2 separate regions of the Danio rerio genome follow, and region 2 is linked to region 1. A link is a contact called in public Micro-C data. All regions are on one chromosome and are shown on one strand. Each heading gives the region's core, a stretch centred on a gene start, on an enhancer-like site or on the middle of the called end of the contact. The rest is flanking DNA. Distances are from core to core; before and after follow the strand shown. Region 1 holds the start of si:dkey-220k22.1. Region 2 overlaps sh3glb2b (SH3-domain GRB2-like endophilin B2b).

Region 1 (2,700 bases), core at 152-2,651:
GATAGATTATGAATCAGACAGACAGATGCGCCACTCTATTACAAAGATAAAGTAGACATAAAGGTAACTGATACTACACTAGATCTAACCTTAAAGAAAATTAATCATTCTTATTTGCCAAGCCGCCTTGGCATCACGTAACTCGAGATAAACGAGTAAGGGGTTTAAGATTTATGATTGTTTTCCTCTTTTGGCAGCCAGATGGTAATTAATCACATTAAAGCAATTAAGAAGGTTGTCTCTGCGCAAATGGCCTGATCTCAAATGTCCTTTAGATTCACAGCAGATTCACATTCAACGAGGTTTGTGAGAAGGATTAGATAATAAAATGGCTGAATTACCAGCACTATCACAAGACCTACAAAGAGAAGTGAGACAAAGGAGTGTCTCAGAACAAAGACAGTTCTAGTTTGTTTTAAAACTGATTTTCTGGAGGAAGTGCACTATTATGTATATGTTTTCACTCCACTGCACCCTGTGACCTATGAAGACGCAGAAACAGCGTGAAAGTCTGCATGTTGTTATGAAGGTAAAATGATGAATAAAGTGCATGAGAAATGCTTGTGCAGGTGCAAACCTCTTACAACCCCAGAAAATTTGTTTTGCAGAGGCTGGGAAAGAAATTCAAGGACACACACACTAAACAGCCTCCTTTTAGGCTGTCCAATTGGAATGAACAATTTGGAAAACATGCATTTTAACTTGCAGGCTCATCCCCACCTCATAACATTGAAGAGAATGTGAAATGAGCATACCTTTCTCAGTGGTCACAACAGGAGGATTTGAGGTGCTTTTCACTGTCCGTGTACTGTTTGAAGTATCCAGTGCAGGTGGTGTTGTGTTTTTTGTGTCATTTATTGGTGAGGAAGAAGTGGGCTTTGCTGTAGTGTTGAGTGTTGTGGATAATGTGGAGTTTTCTTTGACTTTACTGCCTTCGGAGGTCGGGTTCATTGTTTTGGTCATTAGCTCAGCCGTGGTTATGGGGGTGGTGGTGGTTGTGGTGGTGGTGGTCAGCCAGTCAGACTGTACTTGGTTAGTGTTTCTAGTAGTCCTGAAGTCCCTGTTCGAAATGGTCATTGCAGGGGTAAAAGGTGAAAACCTGGAGTCCCTGTCGTCCTCCTGTAAGTGGTTTGGGATGGTGGTCGCCTCCAGCGTCTCATCCAGCACGGCACGCGGGAGTCTCCTCTCATCGCTCGCGGACAAACCAGCTGTGTATCCAAACAACAGTAACTCCCAAACTGAGAACAGTAACATAGTGTAACGCATACACGTCATCTTGCTCTTTAACTCCCCATGTGAAGCGTTTCAGTTGTATCCTTTAGTACTAGACAGATGTTTTTCCCACTACCGAATGCGTGTTTGAAGCCAATTGTTTCCACTTGTCCACTCGCGCGGTGAACTGCACGGCTTCACTCCAACGGGACTGACAGCTGTAAACCCCGCCTACTACAGTCACGCCCCCGTCCAATCAGAGCCCGGGCTTCATGAAGAGTGACATCAAACTGAACCAATCATACACGCCAGAGGAGGAGTCTCACAACTGACAACTCAATGAGCAAGTGACAAAAGAAAGAAGAAAAGCGCTAAAACAGCATTAAATGGGTCTGCGCGATACTACAGAGATAAGGGAGGCCAGCACCGAGGATGAACAATCTCAAAGAAAGCTGCCGGAAACTGGAGCAAATAAATGTATGTAATGTAGCTCTAACAAGTCTATCGTATTGTTGAATGTAAAGTATACGGTTTCATACAATTTAGCCATGGCACACAGAAAATCAAATGCACAATTAACCCCTAATAAATTAAAATAGAAAATACTAGTAAAATACTATTTTACCATTTAATTGACCCACCAACATTGCATGGATTGCATTTCTTAACTCCTTATGTCGCTAGTTAAAACATTTAATGCATCTTCTTTCAACACATGCCATAATTTCTAAAATATCAACCTGTACCAAGTGGTTGATATGTCAGTTTATGGTAAAAGTACCGGACTTATGAAAAATCTGAAAATAAGAACATTTATTTAAAAATATATTCAGAATAAAACATTTTTGAACACTAAATCACCTTTATTTTTATGAAGTATGCAATAAAATATTTCAGATTTTCATTAAACATGCTATCTTGTTTTTTTTACCTTAATAAAACCAAAATAAACAAGATTACCCCAGTTGCGTAAAGCGCATTGAGTGTCTAAAGCGCTATATTAATGTAAGGAATTATTATTATTATTATTATTATTAAAATCATGTGTAGTAGTGCCACAGGATTATGTTTGCTTTATTTTAGTTTTTGTAAAACAACAATGCGTGAAAACCATTATTTAAAAAGTCATTCTTTAAATTACTTTAACAGTCATTATTTAGAGCAGTCAAAACATGGTCAATCATTTGGTAGAGCAGGCAGTTAAAGAAATAAGATGCAGGTTTTATTCTACGTGTATGAAATCACAGATTTCTTTAGCTGAGGTAATCACCACAGTATGAAGAAATACTTTGGCAATGGTAAAGTATTGTTAATGGCTTACTTTAATGAATGGGCTAATTTAACAGTGAAGCACCTCTGGGCCAAGAGTGGCAACTGGCCTGAAGTGCAGGATAAAAACACGTGGTGTTTGGAGTAATAGCGAGCTCTAGCGGTGACGAACCATAAAGAGCAGGTTTATTGCTGTGCTGATCTCAAAGAAAAAATATT
Region 2 (2,700 bases), core at 57-2,556, 180 kb before region 1:
TGTCAGCTAAAAACAGGAAACTGAGGCTTTTGTTCACACAAACTCATCAAATTTGGACAACAGAAGATTGGGGAAAACGTTGCTGACCATGTTCACCTCTTTATGACATAATGCACCATGTCATAAAGCACAAATCATCTCAGACTGGTTTCTTGAACATGACAATGAGTTCACTGTACTCGATGGCCTCCACTGTCACCTGAACTCAATCCAAAAGAGCACCTTTGGGATGTGGTGGAACGAGAGATTCACATCATGGATGTGCAGCCGACAAATCTACAGAAACTACATGATGCTATCATGTCAATATGGAACAAAATCTGTGAGGAATATTTCCAGTACCTTGTTGAATCTATGCCATGAAGGATTAAGGCAGTAGTGAAGGCGAAAGGGGGTACAACCTGGAACTATTAAGATGTACCTAATAAAGTGGCCGGTGAGTGTACATACCCATGACTTCAGAATGTGGTTCAGGGTCAAAAAGGGGGTACAACCTGGTACTAGTAAGATTTACCTAATAAAGTGGACGGTGAGTGTATTTACCCATAACTTTAGACTGTGGTTCATATGTAGTTTCATATGTAGGGTCACATATGAAAATAAAACAGTAGCTATAAAGGAATTTCTGTAAAAATTATAAAAATGGATGTGTTATGAATTGATTCATTTGTAGTCGTCATTGCCCTTTTACCTTTACCGAAAGAAGTTTTTGTGACAGCAGTTTCAAAATTCTGCCATTTCTTTGGTGTTAGAACGAATTTATTATAAAAGGGTTTTCAAAAATGAATGAACAACATTGCCTTTTTTTTAAATAAAATATAATGATTACGTTATTTGCCTGAACTTTATCTATTATCTCAAACAGCAGTCAATCTAATGACCAAAACTCATTTACTGTAATAAGTTCTCGTTTTTGTGTTTTTGACAATGCATACTTGAATACTTTTCACTGTGCATGTTTCATGTCTAAAACCACTAACAGTTGTAAATGGTGTTTAATGAATTGGCGAAACGTTTGCGCATATGTTGATCCACATGAGTCTTGTGACCGATGTGGGTTGTGGTTAAGGAGTCTGGCCTGTGTTGCTCTCTCAGTCTGCTTCCCCATGGCCTCCTGTCTTCTCTCACTGTCCCTATCAAAAAAGATATCTTTTGTGGTTTTATTCATAACAAGATTATAAAAGGAGGTGCTTTATTACTTTAGGAAGAATGTTTATGTTGACTGAAGAAGACAGACCAATCCAAGATGACTATAAACAAATACTATTTGAGCTATGTGGATAATGTGTGTGGGTGTTTGTGTGCGCCCAGGCAGAGCATGAGTTGCGTGTGGCTCAGACGGAGTTTGACAGACAGGCAGAAGTGACTCGCCTCCTGCTGGAGGGCATCAGCAGCACACATGTGAGTCTTTCTGCACCACAGACCGTTCTGGACATAAAGGGGTTTGGGGCGCACAATTAGTGTTGTAAAACACATGCTTTAAACTTTTCCACACATGCAAGCACAACAAAACTGACAATATATACTAGTAGCTATATCACCTCTATATATAGCATAGGACTCAAACTCAATTCCTAGAGGGCCACAGCTATGCATAGTTTTGCCTCAGCCCTAATCAAACACGGCTAATCCAAATAATCAAGGTGTTCAAAGCTATTCTGAAACACCTCGATTAGTTGAATTAGCTGTCTTAGAATAGGCTTGGAGCAAAACTTTGCAGAGCTGCAGCCCTTCAGGAATTGAGTTTGAGACCTATGATATGGAGGGAAAATTTTGCCAAAATATATTTGTTGACCTATAGTAAAATTCTGACTGAAATACATTTTTAATATCAGTTTTTGGTGCTTTTATAACCTTCCTGTAGTCTTGCCTCCTGTGTGATCAAAAAAATTAAGAATTTGGCCCAACAACTTCCCTTAGTTTAGTTAAATATTTGCCATTTTAACCTAAAATAATTTAATAAAATAATATATTTAATATATATTTAAAATAAGGGAAACAGTTAATAAATTGTAAAAACGTGTTATTTTTTTAAATTTCATTTTATTTTATTTTTTTGCATGTTATGTGGGTCTCATTTTTCTTTTCTTTTTAGTATTATTGTTATTTTCTTTTTAGCAAATTAATATAAAATATCATACCAGTCCCAGTCTTTTAAACATTGGTAATTATTTATTTCTATTTAAACAAAATGAGTTCTCTATTTTGCTCCCTTTAAATTGACTTTCCATTGCAGGTAAACCACCTGCGCTGTCTGCATGAGTTTGTGGAGGCTCAGGCTGCTTATTACGCTCAGTGTCACAGGCACATGCAGGACCTTCAGAAAGAACTGAGCAGGTAAGAACTTCACTTAGGGATTTTTACATTAGTGATTTAGAAGTGGAGTTAGCACCAATTTGAAACCTTGCTTTTGAGTGTCATGTGCCTCATATTCATCATGTTCTCTGGACACACTTTGTTATGTAGGAGATGTTACAAAACATTTATGAGTAATAATGAGCACCTAATGACTGCTGTGTTTCTAGTAAAAAGCTTTTTCATATCAACTTCTTCATATCAGCTTTGTTTTCTGCTTTTTCTTTTCTCAGTGCAAACGGAGATACGTGAGTAACTTTTACCATCATCTGAAAAAGGGAAGAGTTTACAGACAGTGTTTAAGCAATTTTGTTCATGTGACTGAGGGATGTAAAGGCTTTTGAC

The links. Hi-C and Micro-C count contacts between places; a contact is called where the count stands out from the background.
Region 2: a contact with region 1 is called in a Micro-C map of caudal fin, with 2.4 times the contacts expected there. The contact joins the enhancer-like site here to the promoter of si:dkey-220k22.1 in region 1. A contact is called at or near these places in 2 of 18 Hi-C or Micro-C datasets (caudal fin and an unstated tissue).

The regions. Positions count from the first base shown.
Region 1 is chr5:32,095,818-32,098,517 of GRCz12tu, reverse strand. si:dkey-220k22.1 reads right to left here and starts at 1,401. Exons shown (of 6, transcript XR_012406912.1): 1 at 756-1,401.
Region 2 is chr5:32,274,902-32,277,601 of GRCz12tu, reverse strand. It overlaps sh3glb2b (SH3-domain GRB2-like endophilin B2b), which reads left to right. Exons shown (of 10, transcript NM_201119.1): 6 at 1,312-1,401; 7 at 2,237-2,337; 8 at 2,589-2,603. Among named protein-coding and RNA genes, the nearest start is that of sh3glb2b, 31 kb to the left of the region's middle. Within about 2 kb of position 1,306, at least 5 of the 62 cell types and tissues checked have an H3K27ac peak or open chromatin away from gene starts, as enhancers often do. A contact at or near this core is called in caudal fin, where this site is marked.